Linked DNA regions of Ovis aries: region 1 is linked to region 2. Evidence: chromatin contacts called from public Hi-C data. All regions are on one chromosome and are shown on one strand. Each heading gives the region's core, a stretch centred on a gene start, on an enhancer-like site or on the middle of the called end of the contact. The rest is flanking DNA. Distances are from core to core; before and after follow the strand shown.

What was found. Hi-C and Micro-C count contacts between places; a contact is called where the count stands out from the background.
Region 1: a Hi-C map of mixed tissues shows a contact between it and region 2, with 4 times the contacts expected there. The contact joins two enhancer-like sites. A contact is called at or near these places in 10 of 16 Hi-C or Micro-C datasets (hypothalamus, liver, mesenteric adipose tissue and 6 more).

The regions. Positions count from the first base shown.
Region 1 is chr7:12,188,004-12,194,846 of ARS-UI_Ramb_v3.0, forward strand. PARP16 (poly(ADP-ribose) polymerase family member 16) reads right to left here. Exons shown (of 7, transcript XM_042252046.1): 4 at 6,819-6,843; 5 at 3,778-3,949; 6 at 2,221-2,362; 7 at 1-864. The coding sequence ends at 726. All of the region lies in intron 2 of LOC121819941 (a long non-coding RNA gene), which reads left to right. Among named protein-coding and RNA genes, the nearest start is that of PARP16, 22 kb to the right of the region's middle. Within about 2 kb of position 3,783, at least 8 of the 54 cell types and tissues checked have an H3K27ac peak or open chromatin away from gene starts, as enhancers often do.
Region 2 is chr7:12,127,108-12,134,214 of ARS-UI_Ramb_v3.0, forward strand. It overlaps CILP (cartilage intermediate layer protein), which reads right to left. Exons shown (of 8, transcript XM_012180737.4): 8 at 6,877-7,107. Among named protein-coding and RNA genes, the nearest start is that of TRNAG-UCC, 10 kb to the left of the region's middle. Within about 2 kb of position 3,519, at least 7 of the 54 cell types and tissues checked have an H3K27ac peak or open chromatin away from gene starts, as enhancers often do.

The DNA of each region.
Region 1 (6,843 bases), core at 2,533-5,032, 61 kb after region 2:
TCTTTAAAAAAATCAGAAAACAAACATTTGGTTCCATTTAGGCTGTAATCAGCAATTGGTAATTTTTAGAAAAAGACGACTTGCGTTGCTCATCGTTTTTATCGGGTCTCTGACTCCTTCCTTTCTCATCCGCGGCTGGGTGGAGGGGTTACAGCTGTAGCAGAGGACTGTTTGTTGACGTGAGAAAACTGTGAAAAGTGTTTTGCACTCGCATACAAAGGCTGATGGAATTCAAAACGATCCCACTGAGTTTTATGAGAAACAGGACTGTTCCTCTTGGGTGTCTCAAGTCAAAACAAGGCAACTGCCTAGTGATTTATAGTCCCCACTACACATTTTCTGCCTTCCAAGAAGGCATTAGAGAAGGGCCGATGTCCACCAGAAGCAACTGTAAACACCTCACAGACAGCCTGGACACTTTGTTTTCAAATGCAGCAGGACTTTCTCCTTTGGCCCTGGCAAAAAAGCCAACTCCCTAAGACTGTTTAGGAAGGAACAGACAGGAAATCTCCCCCAAAAGCTAAGAGGGGCCAGTGCCCTCTGTTGACTAGAGTGGCGGAGAGCATCGTCAAAGGCAATTGATACATTTATGGCATATGAAAATTGTCCTGTGGTCCCCAGGTGGCCCCCAGGTTTGACCTGGCTGGATGGGGGGCACAGGAGATACAGAACAAGTTATCATAAGGCACGTGATCGAGGTGGCCCCCACACCAGGCCCAGAAAGATTATCTCTTCGCACGATTCCAGAAGTGTTGGAAAGCTGAGGAGTTGATGACACTCACTGCGAGCAGCAGCAGCAGATACAGGGTGATCATGACCGTAAACCAATGGCTGGAGACCCAGGAGAGCTGGCTGGAAGCCCTGCTTCAGCGGCGAGAGGGGGTGGGGGAATGTTGGAACAAAGAGAAAAATATTTTTTTAAAGGGTATGCAACAACTTCTGGCTCAGAGAAGATGAAATGATGAATTTCGTCCTCCGAGTGAGCCATGAAATGAAGCTTCATGCGTGCTCCTTTGCTCAAAAAATCTGGAGCTGTTTGCCCTGGCACTGACATGCCTTTCACCAGAACAATTTCTAAATGTACAAAGACAGCTATGCAATGAGCTCATCCTAATCTTTTCTTTTATAGCTCCTCTTGTACCTTTTATAACCAGTCTTTTCTTAAGCAAGACCATGGTATCTAAACAGATGACCTTGCTAAGGCAGATGACCAGATGGCGGCAGGTGGCAGGGTATTTAGCACAAAGCTTTTCACTTTCAGACATGCACAGATATCACTCTGAGCAGGGGAAATCCTCTCTGACCCACTGGGAGATGATCTAAGCCATCCAAATGTGCAGTACAGAGACACTGCAGGAAGGAGTGGGAAAAGAATGGAATTTTCAAGTAGAAAAAGCCAGATGATTCTAAAGCACAGAATACTGTCCCCCAAACTTAGGAACCCTGTACATACTTCCCAGATTTAAGGGGAGATGATTTTACTAGTTTATTGAATCCTGAAGCATAGAAGCCACTGGTATAGATAAGCAGGAGTTGGGAGTATTAACAATAACCCTTTCCCTGTCTAACCTGCTTACCTGTTGCTCATCCCCATGAGAAACTCTACCAACAATGCAACAAAATCTCAAAGTGACCCTCAACCCCAGAGAGCCCTGCCAAACCCCCAAATACACCCTGCTGGAACAGCGTGAGGAATCGCCACTCTCAGGTTCGTGTGGGGCAGGATGGCCTCATCTGCTATTGGATTCGACACTCTAATTTTAGAGATAAAGATGAAGCATCTCAGGTCCAAAAAGGAGCAGGTGGCGGTCTGAGAGTCACTGTGGAAAGTGACTGAGCCGGACAGCACAGAATCAGAATTCCAGCTCAATCCTGGCCCCAATCTACCTCTCAGTTCAGCCCAGTCAGTGGATTTCAGCCTCGTGATCAGAGCCTAGGTGGCTAAGGGGCTTCACGGTTCGGCTTCATTCAGTCCCTCAAGTCATTGTGTTAACAAAGCCATTCCTCACTGTAATACCCAGTCCCCTAGGGCCAGGACCACATTTTATTCAACGTATTCCTCCCTCCTCACCCCTTACATGAAGCAGAGTGCTTTATGTATTTTATACATAGCTGCGGTTTAGACTGAGGGAGAGGGGCCGCTGACAACCAGGAACCCGCTCCTATGAACACAGCCCTTGGCTGTCCTCCTGGATTTCGTGCAGCAACTGTCCGTCTCACCTGTTGGGCTGCTTCTGCGAGTACACCAGCAGGTACTTCACGCGCAAGAGCTGGTTATTAGTGACCACAAAGTACTTTGGAGGGACGTCGCCCCCTTCACTGTGCTTGATTCTCGCTCTCCTGCGATCTATCTCCTTGGAATCTGAATAAGGAGAAAAAGCACAACTTTACAGGGGGAAATACAATAACAAAAGCAAACTACGAGTAGAAACGAGTCAAGCCTCCTGGTCCTGAGGGTGGAGAGGCCCCAGCAGGCAGAGGAATGGCCTGTGTACGGGAAGCAGGACTAAAATACAGGAGAGTCCCACAGACAGACCACCAGGAAGAGGGAAAAGGGAATAGGAAAATAAAAAAAGATACAAAAGGGTAAAAAAGAAGAAGACTGAGTGGGGAAAGCAGAGGGAAGCAGCAGACTGATGGCCACAACAAAAAAATCATCCGGGGCTAGCAGCTAGCAACAGGACTTGATCTAGAACAAGCCTTTTAACAGGCATTTTAAATTAACCATTCTGGATTCGAGCTTCCTAGAACACTCATCTTCCACCCTTCATACCATGACTTGTTTAAAAAAAACAGAAACCCTTTCCTTTTAGTAACATGAAAAAGCTGTATGAAAAAGAACCAGAAAAACAACAATCAAAAAAGTCCGCAACAGGCCGAAGCTTTGTGACAGCAGACATTACCAGGTCTTGTCCTGATGTTTAATGTCATGGTGTGCAGACTTCCTAAGAATTATACAAACGAATATTCATGCTGTCTGGTTTGGGAGAGTGGCGTCAGACCTGGGCCCGTTCCCCAGGATTCCAGTTGTTTTACATTAGGGGCCGGGAACAGTGTTCTCAATTCTCCTTCTCTCAGTGGAACCAACAGGCCAGCTCTGGAGTCTAGAATGACAGTTCTGTGACTTCTCTGCCTTTCAGGACGAAACAGCAGGGGGCAGAGCCTTAAGGGACAGATCAGGAGAGCGGACTGAGGGGCCTGCTGGTCATCTGCTCACTGGGGAGCCCAGGATTTACCCCCATGGCCTCAGCTGCCCCTCACATCCTCCTGGGGCTCCAGCACACACCAGAGCGGCCTGGAGGAACAGGGCAAGACACAACCTTAGCTTCAGTTTAGCAAATGTTTACTGAATGTCAAGTACGTACCAGGCTCCCTGCTGACAATAGGTGCCCAAGAGTGAATGAGACCCAGTTTCTGCCTTCAAGGAGCCTGTGCTCTGGCCTCGCAGGTTCATTTTCCTCTTCTCTACCCCAAAGCTTTCCCTGAGCACTTGGACCCACCGTGACTGCCCTCTCCTCTGAGCTATCCCATGGACCTTATCAGCACTCTCAGCTGGCACTACTGACCTACTGCCTTGTAGTAGATGATACCCTTTTCACCTTGTGTTCAGTCCTTAAGGAGACGGCTCACTCCCTGAAGGCAGGCTCTATCCTACACTGCTCTGCACCCAACCCATCCCTTGCCATGCAACGGGTGTTCCACCCAACAGCTGGGCCAAAGGCAAGAGCCTGACACCCAGAGGCCTGCAGCCCAGGGCAGGGCCAAGCGCTTACTCACCCTTCTTCTTCGTTTGGCACTTGACGTCTGGATGGTCAATGACCTCGCACACAGCCACGCAGCTAAGGATGGGGCCAAGGAGACTGTGCTGCCACCCGTGGCCATGGGGGCTATAAATGAGGGCCAGGCTCAGGTCACTGGTGAGGTAGGTCCCTTCCCCAAACAAGGATGTCTGGAACAGCGGAGATCAACAGAAAACGAACAGGGCTGGGTGAGTGCCGAGTGGGGGCAGCAAAACAACACAGGTCTTTCTTCAGTAGAGCTGTTAACACAAAGTCTCCCAGCCTCTCCTGACCCCAGGAAAAGACATAAGATCAAACAATCCCATGACATCATCACAGGGATATTACAAAACACATTCCTATCTGACCACAGTTTAACTGATTGTGGATGTGGCTGACTAACCTGGCAAACTAGTAGTTCTAGTGCTTAAGGCTGAGTAAGAAAAACACAGGTGTTAAGAGCCCAAACGGACCCACATTTGAACCCTGTCTACCCTTCTAACAAGATAGCAAGTAATATAAATTCTCCGGGCCTCAGTTTCCACACCTGCAAAGTGGTGATGATGATCTCTTCTTCACAAGGTCATGGGCAAGGATTCAACGAGACGACGCACATGAAGCACCACACAGAATACCTGGCACGAGAGAGCAGTGGCTATTCCATCACAGATAGGCTCTTGTGTCTTAGGCAATCAGTAATTCCTGCTACATGACTGGATTAAGCATGGTGACACTCACAGGCTTGCAGAAGCAAAGTCATGCCCCTGTGTGCAGGGAGAGGGCGGTCACACCTAAGTGACTAGGGGAAGTGATCTGAGTCATTACTTGGAAAAGAATCTCTCAGACCAGACACTGTAACGAAATAAGGCAGGGCTATATGAGAAGCAGGGTTAAGTTCTGTGTTGGTGCAGACCAAGAAAAGGTCCAAAATTCTAGGAGGCAGATCGCTGGCGGCAGGTGCTAACTTGCTGTCCTCCACAAGGAAGCATGCCACGTAAAAGAGAAGGCTCTCAGGTGAAATACCTGCACGCTGAGGCCACAGCAGGCATAGCAAACACATCCTTTGCCCATGTAGACATCAATAATCAATCACGATGCCAACTTAAAAATATCAATCATGGCACTCATTCATACTGATTCAGACTCCTCACACAATATTCCAAGTAACTGCTACCAGTGGGTGGAATTTGACATAAGTTGTAATTCAAATTCTATCTCTGGGCCTCAGTGTCAGTCTCTTAAGATGACTGAATGGACTTACATAGCTCAGTGAACATCCTCTACTTGAGAACTGAGAAACATCCTATTCAGCAGCACCAGGCTTCCACAATTCTCAACCAATTAAGTGAAGCTTAGGGGAAACAAAACAAGCCTCTGCTTGGCCATTTTACAATGTCCCCATTATCTCAAAAGCTAGCACAGACCTCCAAGGAGGAAATGTCTCTGATCTGACCCTACAGCCATTTCTGCTTATGCCTCCCATGTATACACAATTCCCTAGACTCAAGAACCATGCACAGGGGAGCACAAAGCAGGAAACTTGGGAGTATCTCTACCAAGGAAACACTCTTAGAGCTTCAGCTGGCAGGCAGGCTCCCTCAAGCAAGCCCCTCACTGAAAACCCAGACAGAGGCGGCCAGAAGAACATCCACTTCACCAAAGGGCTCTGATGAGATGCTTCTAAGCAACAAACCCCTCAACCAAGCAAAGGCTTGGTTACAAGACTGGAATCAGCAGGCAACTTCTTCAGACGTGCTCTAGTGTGAAGTGTAGGGCCCCTGGATTCCAGTAGCCTGGCCATAATAATAAGCCGAGAGCCAGAGTAAACAGGCCTGTCCTCCTCAACACAACTCAACTGCGATAATCAGCTGCAGCAGTGTTGGAAAAGTCTCTCCTGCCTTGGAGCTGCATCAGCTACAAATGAGCCCACAGCTCATGGAACCAACCCCCAGACAAGGCCGATGCTGGCACAACCGAGGGAGAAGCTGCACCCTCCAACCACCCCCCCAGTCCCTCTCCTTCAGCCTCTAAAAGAAGCCACTGCTTCCTTAGTGCTTAAGTACAGGAAGAGCCCTTTGCATATGTGAAGTATTTCAGTCCTGTCAGGACACCAGAAGGTGGGGAATGGCATCCTATTTTACAGATGAGGACCCCGAGGCTCTGAGAGATTAAGTAAATTTACCCATTTTAAAAAAGGGAGCAAAGGGACTTCCCTCATGGTACAGTGGTTAAGAGTCTGCCTGCCAATGAAGGGGACACATTTGATTCCTGGGCTGGGAAGATTCCACATGGCGTGGGGCAATCAAGCCTGCACACCCCAGTGAAGAGTGGGCCCCGTCTGCCCCAGCTAGAGAAAGCCCATGCGCAGCAATGATGACCCAGCACAGGGCCCTTCCCTAAAAAAGAGGTGCGGGGGAGCTCAAGGAGGGAGCTCCTCTCAATTTCCTAATGACTGACTCTCTCGGAGGGTCCCCGAGGCAAGTACTTCTCAAACTTCAACATGCATATGAATCACTTGGGAGTCTACTGAATAGTGATTTCTCATATGATGGGGTCTGGATGGGCCTGAGATTCCATGTGTTCAACAAGCTCCCAGGGATGTGGTCCAGGGATCATGCTGGGAAGACCAGGCTCGCCACACAGTAGCATCACCTGGGGAGCTCTGGAAGCATACTGGTGCCCAGGCCCCACTTCCACAGATTCTGACTTAACAAGCTGGGGACGTAGCCAGGCATCCAGACTCTTAATAGCTCCCCCAAGCGATTCTAAATGTGCACCCAAGGCTGAGAACCATCTTTAAAGCGACGCTTCTCAAACTTTCATCAGTAGAGGAATCCCCTGGAGACCTTGTTAAAATGCAGGTTCTGACTCAGGTCTGGTGGGCCAACGATTCTGCATTTCACAGGCTCCTAGGTGATGCTGCTGGTCAACAGACCACACTTTGAGTGGCAGGACCTTGGTGAACCTACCTACCCCCACCCTCACCAGCTCTGGCCACCCCCCTCACAGCCCCCTGATGTCAGCAGCCTTGGGCCCCACCTTGTTCAGGTGGCAGTGCAGGCCA
Region 2 (7,107 bases), core at 2,269-4,768:
CCCAGCTGTGGATGTCACTGGTGATAGAAGCAAGGTGTGATGCTGTAAAGAGCAATATTGCATAGGAACCTGGAATGTCAGGTCCATGAAACAAGGCAAATTGGAAGTGGTCAAACAAGAGAGGGCAAGAGTGAATGTCGACATTCTAGGAATCAGTGAACTAAAATGGACTGGAATGGGTGAATTTAACTCAGATGACCATTATATCTACTACTGCAGGCAGGAATTCCTCAGAAGAAATGGAGTAGCCATCATGGTCAACAAAAGAGTCCAAAATGCAGTACTTGGATGCAATCTCAAAAACAACAGAATGATCTCTGTTCGTTTCCAAGGCAAACCATTCAGTATCACGGTAATCCAAGTCTATGCCCCAACCAATAATGCTGAAGAAGCTGAAGTTGAACGGTTCTATGAAGACCTACAAGACCTTTTAGAACTAACACCCCAAAAAGATGTCCTTTTCATTATAGGGGACTGGAATGCAAAAGTAGGAAGTCAAGAAACACCTGGAGTAACAGGAAAATTTGGCCTTGGAATGTGGAGTGAAGCAGGGCAAAGACTAATAGAGTTTTGCCAAGAAAATGCACTGGTCATAGCAAACACCCTCTTCCAACAACACAAGAGAAGACGCTACACATGGACATCACCAGATGGTCAACACCGAAATCAGATTGATTATATTCTTTGCAGCCAAAGATGGAGAAGCCCTATACAGTCAGCAAAAACAAGACCGGGAGCTGACTGTGGCTCAGATCATGAACTCCTTATTACCAAATTCAGACTCAAACTGAAGAAAGTAGGGAAAACCGCTAGACCATTCAGGTATGACCTAAATCAAATCCCTTATGATTATACAGTGGAAGTGAGAAATAGATTTAAGGGCCTAGATCTGATAGATAGAGTGCCTGATGAACTATGGAATGAGGTTTGTGACATTGTACAGGAGACAGGGATCAAGACCATCCCCATAGAAAAGAAACGCACAAAAGCAAAATGGCTGTCTGGGGAGGCCTTACAAATAGCTGTGAAAAGAGAGGCGAAAAGCAAAGGAGAAAAGGAAAGATATCAGCATCTGAATGCAGAGTTCCGAAGAATAGCAAGAAGAGATGATAAAGCCTTCTTCAGCGATCAATGCAAAGAAATAGAGAAAAAGAACAGAATGGGAAAGACTAGGGATCTCTTCAAGAAAATTAGAGATACCAAGGGAACATTTCATGCAAAGATGGCTTGATAAAGGACAGAAATGGTCTGGACCTAACAGAAGCAGAAGATATTAAGAAGAGGTGGCAAGAATACACAGAAGAACTGTACAAAAAAGATCTTCACGACCCAGATAATCATGATGGTGTGATCACTATTCTAGAGCCAGACATCCTGGAATGTGAAGTCAAGTGGGCCTTAGAAAGCATCACTACGAACAAAGCTAGTGGAGGCGATGGAATTCCAGTTGAGCTGTTTCAAATCCTGAAAGATGATGCTGTGAAAGTGCTGCACTCAATATGCCAGCAAATTTGGAAAACTCAGCAGTGGCCACAGGACTGGAAAAGGTGAGTTTTCATTCCAATCCCAAAGAAAGGCAATGCCAAAGAATGCTCAAACTACCGCACAAGCCAGGCTTCAGCAATATGTGAACCGTGAACTTCCTGATGTTCAAGCTGGTTTTAGAAAAGGCAGAGGAACCAGAGATCAAATTGCCAACATCTGCTGGATCATGGAAAAAGCAAGAGAGTTCCAGAAAAACATCTTTTTCTGCTATTGACTATGCCAAAGCCTTTGACTGTGTGGATCACAATAAACTGTGGAAAATTCTGAAAGAGATGGGAATACCAGACCACCTGACCTGCCTCTTGAGAAATCTGTATGCAGGTCAGGAAGCAGCAGTTAGAACTGGACCTGAAACAACAGACTGGTTCCAAATAGGAAAAGGAGTACGTCAAGGCTGTATATTGTCACCCTGCTTATTTAACTTCTATGCAGAGTACATCATGAGAAATGCTGGGTTGGAAGAAGCACAAGCTGGAATCAAGATTGCCGGGAGAAATATCAATAACCTTAGATATGCAGATGACACCACCCTTATGGCAGAAAGGGAAGAGGAACTAAATAGCCTCTTGATGAAAGTGAAAGAGGAGAGTGAAAAAGTTGGCCTAAAGCTCAACATTCAGAAAACAAAGATCATGGCATCTGGTCCCATCACTTCATGGCAAATAGATGGGAAAACAGTGGCAACAGTGTCAGACCATTTTTGGGGGCTCCAAAATCACTGCAGATGGTGATTGCAGCCATGAAATTAAAAGACGCTTACTCCTTGGAAGAAAAGTTATGACCAATCTAGATAGCATATTCAAAAGCAGAGACATTACTTTGCCGACTAAGGTCCATCTAGTCAAGGCTATGGTTTTTCTTGTGGTCATGTATGGATGTGAGAGTTGGACTGTGAAGAAGGCTGAGTGCTGAAGAATTGATGCTTTTGAGCTGTGGTGTTGGAGAAGACTCTTGAGAGTCTCTTGGACTGCAAGGAGATCCAAGCAGTCCATTCTGAAGATCAGCCCTGGGATTTCTTTGGAAGGAATGATGCTAAAGCTGAAACTCCAGTACTTTGGCCACCTCATGGGAAGAGTTGACTCATTGGAAAAGACTCTGATGCTGGGAGGGATTGGGGGCAGGAGAAGGGGACGACAGAGGATGAGATGGCTGGATGGCATCACGGACTCGATGGATGTGAATCTGAGTGAACTCCGGGAGTTGGTGATGGACAGGGAGGCCTGGCGTGCTGCGATTCATGGGGTCGCAAAGAGTCAGACATGACTGAGCGACTGAACTGAACTAATTATTATACAGACTTGGTCCAGCATCTTGGGTCAGCTGTCTACTTCAGATGTCATCTTCTTGTCCTGGTCTGGTAGTATTAATCCTAGTCAAAGTTGGGTATCAGAAATAGGAGTTGCAGTTCATTCAGAAGAATGAAAGTGGCTGTAAAGAATCCTTTATCTGATGTCTTTTCCAGTATACATAATCTGCTGGTTGCGAGTCATGGCACTTATCTTCATTCAAAGATAGATAACTGTGATAAGCTTCAGAACCAAACTTTACAATAATATGGCAACAACGAACCATCTGAGAAGTGAGTCTTTAGCAGTAAATACAGACTTCAATTAACAAAACTAGAATTAAATATCCACTGAAACATGCATTTTTCTCTCTAAAATACCCTCATTTCTACCAAATATGGCCAAATTAAGACTAATCTGTGAAATAAATCTGCTTTTCACAAATTTGGCCTGATTATCTACATAAGTGTAACTGATCACATGGGCTTCCCAAGTGGCACTAGTGGTAAAGAACCTGTCTGTCAATGCAGGACTTGGATTTGATCCCTGGGTTAGGAAGATCCCCTGGAGGAGAGCACAGCTACCCACTCCAGTATTCTTATCTAGAGAATCCCATGGACAAAGGAGCCTGGTGGGCAGCAGCCCATAGCGTCATAAAGAATCAAACACGACTGAAGTGACTCAGCACACACCCATGCTATTGATCTCACAGGCTCTTTTTAAGTTGGCTGTGCTGGAACTTTTCATAAGGAATCTCAGATTAAGCTTTTGAAAGGCCTCTCAAAGGCAGGAAAGCCATGCCAAGGCCTTGTCACAGATTCTGCCTGTGGTATCTATAGATTTGGATGAATTCCTCTCATTTCCCAAGTACCTTAAGACTTCTGTACCTATTAGGAGGTAGCCTTCCTTACTTGGGCTTCTCTCATAGCTCAGTTGGTAAAGAATCCACCTGCAATGTAGGACACCCCAGATCAACTCCTGGGTCGGGAAGATCGCTGGAGAAGGGATAGGCTACCCACTCCAATATTCTTGGACTTCCCTTGTAGCTCAGCTGGTAAAGAATCCACCCGCATACCTGGGTTCGATCCCTGAGTTGAGAAGATCCCCTGGAGAAGGGAAAGGCTACCCACTCCAGTATTCTGGCCTAGAGAAGTCCATGGACTATATGGTCCAGGGGGTCACAAAGAATCAGACACAACTGAGCCACTTTCACTTTCCTTATTTGCCTGATAAAGTTACTGGCAAACTAAGAAATTATAGTTTCTGGAGGGATCAGGTAGAGAGAAAAGATAGATGCCTCATTTCCATTTATAAAGGTATAATTTTACCAAATTGCCGTAAGTCATAATTAACTGGAGGGGAAAACCAAAAAGTGATGGCCTAGATTCTGAAGGCTTTGCAGTCCCTGGTTCTAGCCCTTCCAGTTGTCTGCTGGCATCCCTCTTACTTCCAACCAAAAGCCTTGCAGTGTGCAGTCCCAGCACTACTCCTTGGCTCTAGCTGATATCCCTTTGCCTAAAATTCCTCCTGTCCTGCACTTCCTCCAACTTGTCTAAGTTCTCTCAGTCTTTCAAGCCTCTGTTCTTATCCTGACATCTAGGTGACATTTTTCTCTACCAATCTAGCTGCTGGAACTCTCCAAACTGTAGCAAATTTTCTGCCTGCAGCTTCCTTGGTTGGGAGCAGAAACTGTCTGATCAGCCCCTCTGTCTTCCTGTCTGTGCCCTTCCTCCCTGCCATCTGGCGTCTGTCTTCTTACAGTTCACTCTCAGTAACTGGGTTATCCGCCAGGGTACAGCAGGCTGAGCCCAAAACCCCGGGGCTTTTCTGAAATGAACGTTTTGTCCATCCAGTCTGCAGAGTCTCCGCAGGGGACGGGAACACCCAGTGAATCATCCGCTGTTTGTTAAAGCAAAAGCATCTTGGGAACTGTGCTCTTTAGCCTCAGTGAAGAGCAAGGAAAGGACTTCAGAGATGGTTTAGAGTCAGTCTAGACAAATGCTCCATTTAATTTTTTTCCTATTTACTTATAATTTAGATATTAGTTTTAGGTGTACAACCAACCCATTTATTTATTGATTTATTTATTTTGGCTGTGTAGAGTAGCATGTGGGTTCCTTGACCAGGGGTCGAACCCATACTCCCTGTGGTGGAAGCAGAGTCTTAACCACTAGACCACCAGGGAAGTCCTCCAACCCCTTCATTTACAGGTGAGGAAAATGACCTAACCAAAGTCAGACAGCTAGCAAGGAGTCTATCTGCCTTCAGAAGCAAAATGCTTAAAAAGTAGGTGTCATGAGCTCAACTCAACAGTGTTCCTTGTCGGAAGGAGAGGTATCTGCCTTCCCCTCCCAACCGCCACCTTCCTGGTTTTGCCCACAGTTTCTGCTTGTGGCCCTTGCCTCTGACAAACCACAGCTTCAGCATGCCAGGTCCTATCACTCAGACGTCAAAGTACACGCCACCTCCTCTAAGAAGCCTCCTCTGGCCACCACCCCCTCCACAGCTGGTGCCACTGTGTGTGGGTTTTCTTTTTCTTTTTGGCTGCATTGAGTCTTAGTTGTGGCATGTGGGATTCTCTAGTTGTGGTGAGCAGACTTAGTTGCCCTGTGGCATGTGGGATCTCAGTTCCCAGGCCAGGGATCAAACCCCACGTCCCCTGCATTGCAAGGCAGATTCTTAACCACTGGACCACCTGGAAAGTCCATGTAGTATATTTTATATACTCATGAAGACCTCTCTACTTGCACACATGGCTTTGCATAGAATAGGCACTCAATAAATATTTGATGAGCAAGAAAAAAAAATGGACTCCAGCAGCTGCCACTTGCTAGAGTCCATTTATTCAGGTCCTCAAAGGAGAACAGAAAGGGAAGGCCAGGGGTTGGGAGCCCAGTCATCCCACTTTCCCCAGCAACCCCTTCTGATGAGTTTGCAGGAAACTGGACGAGCAGGTTGAAGCTGTGAGGCAGCTGTGCTATAGATAGCTGAGCCTGACTCCTTGGCAGGGGCAGTCAAAACTGCTCCCGCTGTTATCCCACCCAGTGTAGTCAGTGGGAGCCACTCCCTGGGAAGTATAGCCTGGAAGTAGGTTAAGGAGCAGTCACAAAGCTTCAAGGCCCTAGCCCTGCATACACTCACTCTCAGAGGTCATGGGAGTGGGGTGCTTAGCCGGGGAAATTTCTAGTCAATTATGAACCAAACCCCTGGGAACTGGGCAGATACTGATCCAAGATTATAAATCCAAGCCAGACCGGAGGTGGCCAAAATGAGCTGAACCAGGCCTGCTAGGGGATCAGGGACAGCATTTTGTCCTGATTGTAAGTGATGCCCTCTCCTCACCCCTTGACCTCTTTTGTAATAGATTCTGGAGAGGTTGGGAAAGAGGCCATCAGTGCATCTTACTCAACCCTGGCTGTTGATGCCTCCAGGATCACTCTGGCACCATCTAGGGCCTCTGATATACTATTTTAAACCAAACACCTTTTCCAAAAAGAAAAAAAAAAAAAAACCCTGTCCATTTGAACCAGTCATTTTACTCAAGGGACAGAGGCCATTATACACAACAGAGGTCTGGTGTCTGAAAAAGCTGAGCATCTTTAGAAGAACTTGGAATGAAAAAAATAAAAAGCCCATCCTTCTGAGTGAGGCCAGCCAACCCAGCTAGAGAAGGCAGCACACTGTGGGGAGTTGCCAAAGGACCACTGGGCCAGCGTGCCAGACCCTGGGCCAAACCATTGTATAAGCTCCACGGTATTGGAAGGGATAAAAAAAAAAAAAAATCAGGACATGTTTTCAGCTTTGTTCAGGGGCCCAGAACATGCTTTCAACTCCAGGAATCTCTGCTCTTCTCTGCAAATGGAAAATATGATCCATGAGAACAAACTTGACCACTGGAATATGTGCCTAGTCACCCAGCCCTGTAACTTGGGGTTAGGCGGTGCTATGCCTCGTGCCAACTTGTGACCATTTTCCAGAGACCCCTCTGTCCCTCTGAACAGTTAGCTCACTTTAATGGTTTAAAGACAGGTCAGCGACCTCAAAATCAAGTACAAAATGTGCATTTATTGACATCTGTTCTGGGCCACACTGGGCTTCTAGCAAGAACAATAGCAAATATAAAAGGAAACACATTAATATAGTTAGCAACCAAGTGTAGTTGTGGATACCAGGTGATGTTTTTTCCAGATTTGGCAGAGGAAATATGATTACCTTATATTCAACAGTGTAACACTGAACATGCACTAGAGTTCCAGATTCAGCTAAGAAATGTTAG